Regions from separate parts of the Danio rerio genome. Here region 2 is linked to region 1. A link is a contact called in public HiChIP or PLAC-seq data. All regions are on one chromosome and are shown on one strand. Each heading gives the region's core, a stretch centred on a gene start, on an enhancer-like site or on the middle of the called end of the contact. The rest is flanking DNA. Distances are from core to core; before and after follow the strand shown. Region 1 holds the start of dbx1a (developing brain homeobox 1a). Region 2 holds the start of htatip2 (HIV-1 Tat interactive protein 2).

Region 1 (6,757 bases), core at 3,777-6,276:
ATACAGTAAAATAGTAAATATTTTTAATTATATATATATATATATATATATATATATATATATATATATATATATATATATATATATATATAGTATATAAGTTAAAAATGTATATTAAGGTGGTTGTTGATGAGATTCCCCCCATTGTGTAAAAGCGCTTTGAGTGCCCAGAAAAGCGCTATATAAATGTAAGGAATTATTATTATTATTATTATACATTAATAAAACGTATGCAATCTGCACCCCGAAATAAAAGGACAAAGACTGCCACCTGGTGGTGCAAAGAGAAAACTTATTGATATGAACTTTTTAGATCGGTTTAGTGCATATTGTGTATGATAATAGAAATGCACCTTTACCAATATCAAAATGCTTTTGTAAACATTCAGTTATTCTTTACACTGATTAAAAAAGTGGCTACTATAATACTACTATGACTACTATAATAAGGAAAATCCACTCTAACTGTAAAACTAAATAAATTGCTCTTGACACATGAAAGGGCCAAGCCTGCAGCCCACAACAAGGTGTAAATGTATTGCGTATCATATTTAACAAACGGTTTACTGCAAAGATTATGTAATTTTGCTCGCTCACATGGATAATTAAATAATAATCAGATGATGTCATTACGCTGCTGTGCCATCAGCCAATCGTTGCATTGCTAATCATGATTTCGAGGATCGATAGATCAGTCCAACACACGCAGCGATCTCAGATCATTTTATCCAGACATTTTAATCTGATTCACAAATTTGTTTGAAGAACCAAATTAGCCAGAGTTCAGTTATCAAGATCAACAAATTCAGGATCTGCCAAATCATCTTAGATCATTTATGCAAAGTATGAAGAACAGACCCCTGTTCAGAGTGAGTCTTCAGCAAACAACTCCCTGATTCAAATGATCCATTTAGAGTGAGTCTTCAGTAATGGTTTATTTATTCAAGTGATCAGTTCAGAGTGAGTCTCCAACAATGATTCACTGTTTCAAGTGACCCCTTCTGAGTGAGTCTTAAGCAAACAGCTCATTGATTCAAATGATCCATTCAGAGTGAGTCTTCAGTAAAAACTCACTAATTTTACAAACTGATTTGAATGGAGTTCAGAGTGTAAATGTGGTTTCACATGTTTTTACTTGAATTATCATGAATTAAGTGCGGTTATTAGACTATGACACGTTGGGTAATTAATCCTGCAAAATAAACATTTATCAGTGAGTATTTTACTTGTATTCCTTAAGTAAATCAAAAATCTAAGGTGATAATTAAAAAGAGAATTTCATAAATATTCTGGAGGGGTATTTTTAGGGTATCTGTACTTTTACTTTACTAATGTGTGTTCTTTGTCCAAAACTGTTTATTAATATTGCAAAAAAAATCTGACTTTGCACGTTGTACTGACCACACATTACGTAAAGCTTGTGAATACACATTTTCAATCTCAAAAAATGTACCCAATAAATCTGGTATTTATGCAGTGCTAAGGTTTATGCTAAGTTGCATCATGTAAAAGAAAAAAACTCTGAGAGACAAGTTGTCATCAACAAGCAATTAAATTTGCATTCATTCATGGACAAAAGTTATGCACAAAAGACCTGCCTTGGAGAAGGCCTAAGCTGTCACTGAAATTTCAAAAACTGGCCTGTAGAACAGTGAATAGCCTGGCTTGTTCCTGTTTTTGAGTCCGGAGAACAATAACGCCATGTAAAGAGGATTATAACAGCACCTGTTATGCACCCAGCCAAATAGGAGGGACATCTGAATTTAATAGTCCCAGAAAAATTGTCTTTGCCGTCCCAGTCCTTTCTTCATTTAAACCTGCAGACACGTCGAACGGTGACAAGCAATGGAGGGTTCAAGACTGAAGGGCAAAGAAAAAAAAACCTTAATCCCTGCTGTGACCAAACGCGGGTTGGCTGCCTGACATATCAAAGAACAGGTGGACCGAGACCAGGCGTACTAAAGGCTTTGTTCAATAGATGTGTGCTTTTTGTAGGGTTATGTTAAATGCCGAGTTAATATCGATTTAATGCTTGTCAGCAGTTCTATATATTTTTCTGGCCCACGCAAATCCTCTAAACGCTAAAAAACATTCATGCTTTGGCAGAAACACTCTGCTATTGCATCTGATCGTTCATGACCAATGTGATCTACCCTGAATTTCTGAACTTGTAATTACAAAGCGATAAACAAAACGGTAAGACTTCCTGTTTGTCTAAGCCATGGTTTAACTTCACTAATAAAAAGGAGTAAACCGTTAACCACCTGCCAGTAAAACTACCCCAAAGGAACCCTTCATGCATGTGTAATTTATTTACTCAGACCGACTCTTAACTAGGCAATACTGACGGCAGATAATGCGCAAGTTAATCTATTTAGTTTATTGTTGTGAAATGAGGGAACTGTGTAAAGAATCTAGACGGCGGCACTGTTGCTGCTCCACTGTGTGCACTTAAGTTGAGGTGTTCCGGAGGGGGATAATATCTTGGAAATGTGCATTTAATGGGTTTAATCAAATCCCACCAGCTGTTTTTAGCCTTTGCTAAAAGAAAAAAAAATGTGCCAAGCTTCCACAGCTATTAGAAATTAGCTTCGGTCATCGAGACTAAGCCATGTTTCCAGCTAACCATCTGCTAGTCCGCAACAATAGAAGGATTTTCCGAGCAAAGAAATATGGAGTTATATAAAAAAAAATTTAAACATAATAGGAGAAAAAGGCTTTGCTTTGTTCATTTGCCTTGCTTAACGTACATTTACAGTACAGATTGTGTGTTTAAAAAAAAAAAAAAAGTTTGCTCAAACATTCTCAACTCTTTTTGGATGCACCATGAAGCAACGGTTGGTTTGGAAAGAGAGTAAATAATGTCTGTATTTACTTTTTAAAATGCTAAATGTTCTGTTGTTGGGATCTGACTGGTCTATAGCAATTATATTTATCTTAATTTCCATACAATAGTGTGTTTGGGAAGCCCTCAGGTAAACACATATGCGTGTTTTATACTTTGGCTAAAAAAAATCACTAAAATGTAACTAAATTTAGCTTTGTGGATATAGATACAGGGTTATCCTACTGATTAAAAGAAGTAGACATGATTGTGCAAATAAAAAGCACAAGTTTTATACTTAACTGAGTGTTTGGATTTCCTAAAGTTTGATATTAGACTGACTATGCGGAACATACATTTATTAAACACTTAAACACATGAAACACTTTTAAAAAGTGAATGACAAAAATACAAACAAATAATTTATTATAAATCAATAATAATGATTATAATTGATAATAAAAATCTTATACGCTGTAAAAAAAAATATTGGTTGCCTTACATTTTAAGCTGCAACAAGTATTTGGTGAGTGTTTGGATTTCTTAAAGTTTGATATACTGTATTAGACTGACCATGTGAAACATAAACACTAAAACACTTGAAACACTTAAAAAAAGTGAATGACAAAAATGCAAACAAATATATAATTGAATTAATGACTAAATTATTTTAAATAACAATAAAAAGCATTATGCACAGTAAAAAAAATCTTGGTTGTCGTACATTTTTAAGCTGAATCAAATTCACCTTATGAGTTCATTGAACTTATAATATGTTAAACTGACTTAAAACAGCTCATGTAACATATCAAATTAAGTTAGAACTTAATTAACTTAGTTTAAGTTATAATGAACTAAAACATATGCTGTCAAGACTAATAGTTCATACGTTTTACAGTGTAGTAAAGACATAAAATAAGGATATATTACACTAAATAAAATATTTATTAATTATAAGCGTAGTGATACTGATATGCATTAAACTCCCAAATCCTGCTTCAGAAATGGATAAAGCGACTTCCACAGATATAAAACTTTCGCACACACGCAGGTTGGAGCTGAACCAAACGAATATTGAGCTATAATAAACAGCAAGAGAGTTTTAAACCAGTAGCGCGCAACGTGTTCACATTTGGCGCTTTTAATATAGCATTTTATTTCATTTAGTATTTTATTACGTCGACTAGCTGGAATACCGAATCTAAAACATGACGCGCTTTCAGCTTTTGCGTGTGTCCAGACTCTCATATCAGTTAAATACGAGTTTAAATGCGCATTTTACGCATGCGTTTCAAATCACATATGCACTTTTATTCAAGCGGTTAAACTGGCAGAATAAGCCTCGTCGTCTATAGAAACAGAGATCGGTGTGTTTTGTGTCAGAGATCTTTGTGAGGGGAAAAGAAAGCGAGGCGCGAGCAGCTGAGGGTGACAGTTCACGGTTCAAACGGAGCTGCACACGTCTCGCGAGCGTGTATAAAGTGAGGCCCCGGAGAAAGTGAATGAAGACTTGCCCGGTTTCAAACACGGGGGATATATCTAACACATCTGTCACGGCGATTCAGACCCAAATCCATTTAAAGCTGTACTCCGTGACAGAGCCCAGATTGGATTTCAGTAGAAGTATACAGCATAAAGCATAAATGATTATTAAATGGGGGTTTAATCGGGAGGATCTTGACAGCCGAAGGAACGGCAGAAAACAGGATAAAAACTCTGCATATGAAATACGCATATAGCCTAAAGAGAATGGGCTTGTATTATTTAGATTTTACATACTGCTGGATAAAGTTTCAAGTCTCTCGAGCAATCTCCGTCTCTAAAATAAAAATAACAATTAATGTTTTATAATGGTGCTTTAAGAAGTGAGAAAACAATGGTTAAACCATATATAAATAATTAAATGCCAAGTAATATAATTATTCAGTTCCCCCTTATACTGTAAATAAACACTTTGTCGATATGCAAAATTTATGACCGCATCTTCTTTGTTAAGCGGCATGCCCTGACCATTCAAATCTTATGAAGTCTAATCCAATCATAAATTGCTCTATCGGACCAATCAGGCACCTCCGAGGCATCATTCAATGGGACTCAAGCGGAGGACTTTATTGAGTCTCATTGTTGTGGCTGTCAGTCCTCAAAGGACCCTTGCAGGGGCCTAGATATAAAGGACCCCTTCCCAAACGGAGACCTCCAGAAGCAAATCGTCATTCGGTCAGTTCAGAGCTTGCCAGAAGAGACTTGTGTAATACTAACAGGAGTCATTTAAGTCATCTTTTAATAGCCGGGACCATGATGATCCCAAGTGTTATTGCACCACCTGCTATATATTCAGCATTTATGCGTCCTGCTGCATCGCTGCATTCACCCTTTCCAGCTCACCCGAGCTTCCTGGTGGAGGACCTTCTGCGCATCAACAGACCCAGCGGTTTCCTGAGCCAAACCGCGCACTCTCCATGCGCATCTCCTCCAAATTCAACGCCTCTTTCCATCCCGGATAACTGCAGGATTTTGGACAGAGTTAGCCCTGGCATCACGGAAAAGCATGGACCTTGCTCCCCCAAAACGCCAGTCTCCAGCAAGGATCCAACATATTTAAAGTTTGGAGTGAGTGCCATTTTGGCACCGTCACCAAAGAAAGGTAAGTGTTTTAAATAGCACTGATATTGCACTAAAATCCACATCTACGCGTTAACACGCAGCACTAACTTGAGTTTTTTCTCTCTCTTTCAGCCACATCTCCACCCTCCGTCCACAGCATACACCCTAAAGGATTCTCTGTGCCTTATTTTGATGGTTCATTCTGCCCTTTCGTCCGTTCTTCATACTTCCCTGGTGAGTATTCACATTCAAACGCTTGTACAGTCTGACTTGGTGGAGTTTTAATCAAAGCTTAATCGTTTGCCAACGTGAGGCTATTTTAATCTGAAAGCCCTCGAGTTTAGAGCGCATAGGTGCAGGTCTTTCCCACAGTGAGGGAGCATTTCGGCCTGCTGACTGCCAACAATGCCGTCAACACCATGACCAATCTGGTCAGCTCCCTCCAGGGCAAACCACCCACAAACCCGCCAAAGATAGACTTTTAACCAGCGACAGAGGGGCGTTTACCAGTCATGCACTAATTTGCCCATTAGGCGCCATTGAGCGCTTTCAATATTCTCACAAGACCACATAGAGTGTGATTGGTGTTTGTGGAAAGTGTTGCGAAAGAACAATATGAAGAGCTGTGCGTTTAGAATAGAGAGCGCGAAATCTGAAAAATCGACAAAATCGCCGACAAAAAGCTTTCAAAGTGCTGCTGCAGCTGCCAAACATCAACTCCAGCGAGTCCCACTTCGGTTTGCTCTACATTCTCCACTGGCTCCTTAAAATACGAGCTCCTTTGAGGCCTTTAAATGTCTATAGCCCATTCTTTTATCCACGCCAAATAATAATAGAGCACGACTCTTTTCACCGCGCGCGCTGAATACCTTAACAAAACAACTTGAGCGCTCTCAATTGCCTTTCGTGTTCATTTAATGAAAATTATTTGGGGGCAAAAAACGCGGTCCCCGGTCATCAGTATTCCAGCGTGCAGTTGCGTTCGGTTTGAAAGTGTAAATCTCCTTTTGTTGCATTAATATATGGCCTTAGCCGTCTGTCCGGAGTCTTTTCTCAGCCAGTTCATTACTACACAATTACCGTTCACGGTATATTAACTCTTCTGTCCTTCACTGGGGGGCTCGCAGAAAAGGATACTCTGCCTTTTTACCATACCAATGCAGCGTGGATCCGGCCCATGTGCTAATTAGTCACCTCGTGCCATTTCGCTCTAAACAGGGAGAGACATTTCAAGAGAATAAATTCAAAATCATGACGATAATGAAGAAAAGTTTTCTTTCTCCCGGATCATTCAGCACTTCAGATTGTCCCTGGGAAAAGCAACACCCA
Region 2 (6,159 bases), core at 1,542-4,041, 69 kb before region 1:
TTAAGCTATATTTTTTCTTGATAATCTACAGAACAAGCCACTGTTATAAAATAACTTGCCTAATTCCCCTAACCTGCCTAGTTCACCTTATTAACCTAGTTAAGCCTTTAAATGTCACTTTAAGCTGCATAGAAGTGTCTTGAAAAATATCTAGTCAAATATTATTTACAGTCATCGTGGTAAAGATAAAATAAATCAGTTATTAGAAATGAGTTATTAAAATTATTATTTTTAGAAATGTGTTGAAAAAATCTGCTCTCCGTTAAACAGAAATTGAGAAAAAAAATAAACAAGCGGTCTAATAATTTAGGGGGGCTAATATATATATATAAACTCATTTCATTTCATGCATTATTTATTAAGGTTCAGATGGGAAATTCTGCATGGATTTTTGGTCCACAAAAAGATAATATCTGAAGCGTACAGCTCCTGCTTTGGCTCTGGTTGTTCCTAGGCAGCAGTATCCAACATCATGGCCCTGAAACGCCTCTGCATACTCATCCAGCTTCTCAAAATCAACCACCTTTTGAACCTGGGAACAATAAAGGCAAATGATGAATCACTGATAAATCAACACTAAATCGTTGATAACATTTTGCACTGTGCATACAGCATTTCATTGCCTTGTTTTTTTTATAAACAGGTTTTTATATAAACTATTCTGCAGGTTTCATCAACTTAAATTTAAGACCTTTTAAAATCATTAAGAATGAAATTTTAGACTTATAGCATTAAACACTAAATATTTTTTTCTAATGGCCTGGTATTATTATGAGGAATCAGGTAATTGTTTTTAGTTTTTCTTTCCCTCATTAGGGAATTTAGTTTGGAGATTTTGCTGTAGAGATGTCTAACAGTTGTTGTGAATCTCTTTGTGATAATAAAAACTTTCATTTATATAAACAAACAAAAAAGGTTTTATTGTGATGCATTGTTGGTAATTGGATGGATGTCGGCCCGATTGAGTAACTTTATTTGGAAAAAGCAAAATTAAGACCCATTTAAAATTATTTAAGACCTACAGCCCAATATTTCTGTGAATCTAAGACTTTTTAAGGCCTAGAATGTAGTTTTGGAAATTTAAGAGATTTTAAGACTTAAGACCCAGCAGACACCCTGTATATAGACTTTTTGGAATAAAAATTACAAAAAAGATTGCATTATAAATTAATTTATAAACCCATTTAAACATTACCAATGTTTTCACTTGAAAAGAGTTTAGAAATCAACATTAAGTGGAAAAACCAAGGCAATCTCACAGCAATTCGTAATTTTTAGTGGCTATTTCAAATAAATTTGCACAAACTAATTCATACAATTTAGTACGATTTGCTCATCCCCCACTGAAGATTGGGTTTAGGGGCGGAGTTGAGTGCCACACCTCCTTTTAAAAATTGTACAATTTCATTTCATCACGAATTCGTACTAATTAGCCACTAAACTATCAAACATAAAATATTTACGTTTTCTCATGAGATCAGGCTGGAAATAACCCAGATTTTTCTCACAAATAAAAGTTTCCAAAATTGAAAACGTAAAAAAAAAATGTTTATCTAGCAATCAATCCTCTGGATTTACTGTATTTATTAGGTATGGGTTAAAATGTTAACATTTGTTATTGACAAATTTGTTAATTATTTTATTTTTATTTATTTGTTTTTATTTTTTTGTAGGGATAAGCAACGTTTTTGCGGAGGTTTTCTTTTTATTTGGATCACATAGACATAATATTTTGAAACTTGATTCATAACCAGATTTTCATAGGCTTTGTCCTCAAAGGTTAACTGCCTTCGTCCAATGAGAGTGATCCTGGAGAAGATGTTTCTCTCCACTAGTTCTTTTAGCAAAGCTTTTCCAGTTTCACCAGAGCCACCGAGAATGAAGCATGTTTTGTTCTTCTGCCGGTAATTCTCTTCCATTGCATTCAGATCCATTCTGTAATGAAAATAAAAAGTGTACACAACCGTTTGAATCTGGCAATATCAGCATGACACTGCAGAATTTGCACGGACAGGAATACTAGAATAAGTAGGTATGCTAGACATAGTTCACTTAAAAAATACAATTTGGTCATCATTTACTTTGTTACAAATGTCTAAACATCTTTGTCTTGTATATGACTGTAAAAATTGTAACTGACATTCACAGTTGAGAAAAGCATCATGTATCACGTGATAACGTAGGGTGTTGTTCAAGTACACCTGAATGAACCTGACATTATCTTTATTGACCGAATAAATTAAAGGTAAATACAGATTGTGCAGATGGTTAAGCCATCGCCCACTGGGAGCTTATTTCATGCACGCAATTTTATTTTTATTTTCTTATTTCTTATTATTTTTGATTTTTTTAATACATATTATCTGCACTGTTGCATATTCTGTATCTGAATGTTACTGAATGCAATAAAGAGAAACATATGTCTATCTATATGTAGGTGTCATGAGAGACACTGATATATTGGCAATATAATCACGAGCACAAACACTACAAACCAAAAAATATAGTTCCATAACTGCGCATTTGGATGTACAGTAACGTTAACGTGAACGTAATGAGCACCTCACCTTGGTATCTCGTAAGTCTCTGAATTCTCCAGGTAATAGAAAACAGCGGCGAGCACCACTACAAAAACAGTGAAGAAGCCTAGAGTTTTTTCACAGGTGCCCTGAAATACATTCAGTCCAAACTAGATAAACACAGGACTTTGGTTTTTGATCTGCAGCTTCTTCCTGTTACAATCTAGCTTCGGACGGCGCGTGCGCAGAACGCGTCCAGAGCATGAAGCGAGCGCGGCAGCTGTTTTGGAAACGCTAAAAACACGACTGGTTGTATGGCAAGCCATTTTAACATTCAATTCATAACTATAGATATATAGTATACAAACTTCATGTAACTTTTTTTCATTATTTTTTCTTAGGCTACTAATACTACTTTAATAATTTTTTTCGTAGGCTACTAATACTACTTTACTATTACTAGTTTATTTCTTTATTTATTAGACTACTAGTGGTAGTTATTTTATTAGGGCTAGACAATTGGACGTAATTAATGTGTATTTATATTATTGATTTGTTTGTGATTAGTTAGTCTATTATTCTATTGTTTCTAGTAGCTTAATACATTTCATTTATTTATTTATTTATTTATCGCCATTGACTTGAACTTTGAGATATTGACAAGGCAGGCTAGTAAATACTAGTAGATTAGTATACTTGTCTGGATATTACATTTAAAAGTAGCTTCTAAAATGGTATTGGTACCACAATAATAAGCACTAGTAAGTAAAAGTTTTGTTTTTTTTTTAATGAAAAATGCTAGTGCTAGTGTTTAAAAAGAAGCATGAAAATAGAAACTTGTATACAAAATCTGGTGACTTTCTATATGTATTATTTATTTATTATACAATATTTAGCTTTAAACTGCTATTAATGACAAAATAAATGTGTTAATAAATGAAATGCTATAAATGTCACTGTTTGTATGTTACATTTTCAACATCAGATATAGACAGAGGATAGGGACCAATATCCCATAATGCAATTTATAAAAATTAATAGAAAACATTTTAATCACAAAACATAGAAACTGTTAATTAAACAATATTTTTCAGCATATATTTCCGCTTAGATAAAACAGATCTTACAAGAATCTAGAGTTAGAGTTAGTTAATAAATAGATGGTTCACCAAATAGTTCACACTCTGTCGTCATTTACTTTCCCTTTACTAGTGTGAAACCTGTTTGTCTTCTGTTGCACAAAAAAAGAAGATATTTAGAAGAAAGCTGGGAACTTATGGGTGTTACAGTAGATATTTGTGTTCGACGGGAAAAAAAACAAAAAAACTCAAAGGTTTGGAGTAACTTGAGGGTGAGTAAATAGTGAGTAAATTTAACGTTTAGGGAAACTATCCCTTTAAATGTTGGCTACATAAAGCTCCACTTTGTTGCTAAATAAAAACTAAATTAACAGCAGGGTCCAAGAAGGTGGATGGCACCTGTTTATTTATTTATAATTGTGGAAAAACTGTCAAATGTGTTTAATTTATCTCAAAATTTCATATTTCACATCTCAATTTTTGACAATCTGTCTCAATCTTTTGCGTATAAAGAAATAGCCATATAAATTTCACTGGCAGCAAACACTTAAAATGTTCTATCACTGGCCTGGATTAAAGTTAGCATTTAACAGTTGTGATAGTATTTTCTTATTTTTTATTTTGTGACATATTTAAGTGAATGTTGAAAAATGTAGGGCAGGGTTTAATTTAGTTAGGATATGATTGGATGACTTGTTTGCAACTGCTAAATCACATTTGAGTGACAGGTTGATCACACCCTTAAGTATGAGTTAGTCGAGGTTGATTTCTTGGTGGCTTTAACCCATCTCGTTGCGGCCTACTGCAAAATATGGCATAAAAAATCAAGAAAAAAAAGTCGTCCGTGTAATGATCAAATCCCAGCAGTAGGTGTCAGTATATGGCCAAAATTTCTCTCTTTTCTCTCTGGTTTGTTCGGGGACCTGAATGTAAAATATGAATGTGTGTGTCTGTGTCAATACAGTACATACAGTTGAAGTCAGATTTATTAGTCCCCCTGAATTATTAGCCCCCTGTTTAACCAATTTCGGTTTAACGGAGAGTATATTTTTTAAACACATTTCTAAACATAATAGTTTTAATTGCTCACTATTAATAACTGATTTATTTTATCTTTGCCATGATAAAAGTGAATAATATTTGATTGAATATTTTTCAAGACACTTCTATACAGCTCAAAGTGACATTTAAAGGCTTAACTAGGGTAACTAGGCAGGTTAGGGTAATTACTATTGTATAACGATGGTTTGTTCTGTAGACTATCAAAAAATATATAGCTTAAAGGGGCTAATAATTTTGAACTTAAAATGTTTTTAAAAAAATTAAAAACTGCTTTTATTCTAGCCTAAATAAAAACAAATAAGACTTTCTCTAGAAAAAAAAAAATTATCAGACATACTGTGAAAATTTCCTTGCTCTTTTAAACACCATTTGGGACATATAAAAAAAAAGAAAAAGATCATTCAAAGGGGGGCTAATAAATCTGACTTCAACTGTATATTTTCTGGAATGTTTAGTAATGCTTACGGACAAATTTCAACAACAATTATCACTTACACAGCAAACAAATATCACTTACAATGTCACTAACGGAAAAGGTCTTCAAGTGGAGTGCACTAATACATGCATGTCAAAAGCGCATCATTTAACATATCAAAATTGTGAATGAATGTGTTTTGCTCTTTAGCCAATGAGGCCACACCATATGCTCCGATCCTTTAAAGCAGGTTTTATTGTCTGTGCACAAGACTCCAACTGTTTAAATTCCAGCTCTGTTCAAACGTTTGTTGGCCGCTGGTATGAATAGACCCATATGTTAGCTGACAATCCTGCTCTTTCAGATGTTACTGAACAAATGTAGTGGAGATTTATAGAAGGGTCATGTTGGCTATGGCTATCAGCTTTCATTATTGCTTCTTTAAAATCATTATGAATAAAGCTCTCCCTTACAGACACAATAATGCTTTTTTGCATGAACTCAATTTGAATTCTTGATATCATGCATTTTACTCATTATTAAAACACATAGTACATCACAAAATTTATATAAAAATTTTAAAATACAGACACCTGCTTTAACATCAGTTTTTAACAGAAACCCAAACAAAATACCATTTGGCACCAGTTTATCAAATCTAAACAAATATATTAAGCAATTGTATTTTGTTTAGATTTATTAATACACAAACAAATGTCAAAAAATCATTAATAGTTGACAGCACATCTTATAAGTGTTTCCTGATTATTTAAGGTTACAAATTGCATGATGTGGCCTTGAGCAGTGCTGTCAACTTTTGATGCAGAACATTATGCTGATTTCGCAAATTATATTTATTTTTGCAGTTTAACAATGTGACATTTATTTGAGAAATATCACATGAATAGCAATGTGATATGTCTGTATATCGGCACTGGCAGGAGGTGTGCATTGGCTTGAGGTCGCAGGCCGAGTGCCTTAGTGTCCTACCATTGACAATACACAGCCATATTGCACTGTGTCACCGACTCGGTCCCAGCAACTGCCCTCGCTGGCCAGCAGAGGCCACCATCTCCAGACTTTT

What was found. HiChIP or PLAC-seq counts read pairs in DNA pulled down with a chosen protein or histone mark.
Region 2: an H3K4me3 HiChIP or PLAC-seq map of gastrula embryo shows a contact between it and region 1, with 4 times the contacts expected there. The contact joins the promoter of htatip2 here to the promoter of dbx1a in region 1. A contact is called at or near these places in 3 of 18 Hi-C or Micro-C datasets (embryo and gastrula embryo) and 3 of 4 datasets of contacts at active chromatin or transcription factors (caudal fin, embryo and gastrula embryo).

Annotation. Positions count from the first base shown.
Region 1 is chr7:17,017,164-17,023,920 of GRCz12tu, reverse strand. dbx1a (developing brain homeobox 1a) reads left to right here and starts at 5,026. Exons shown (of 4, transcript NM_131158.1): 1 at 5,026-5,468; 2 at 5,561-5,662. The coding sequence starts at 5,120. All of the region lies in intron 2 of LOC137496161 (a long non-coding RNA gene), which reads right to left.
Region 2 is chr7:17,084,531-17,090,689 of GRCz12tu, reverse strand. It overlaps htatip2 (HIV-1 Tat interactive protein 2), which reads right to left and starts at 2,791. Exons shown (of 5, transcript NR_131978.1): 1 at 2,568-2,791; 2 at 425-1,935.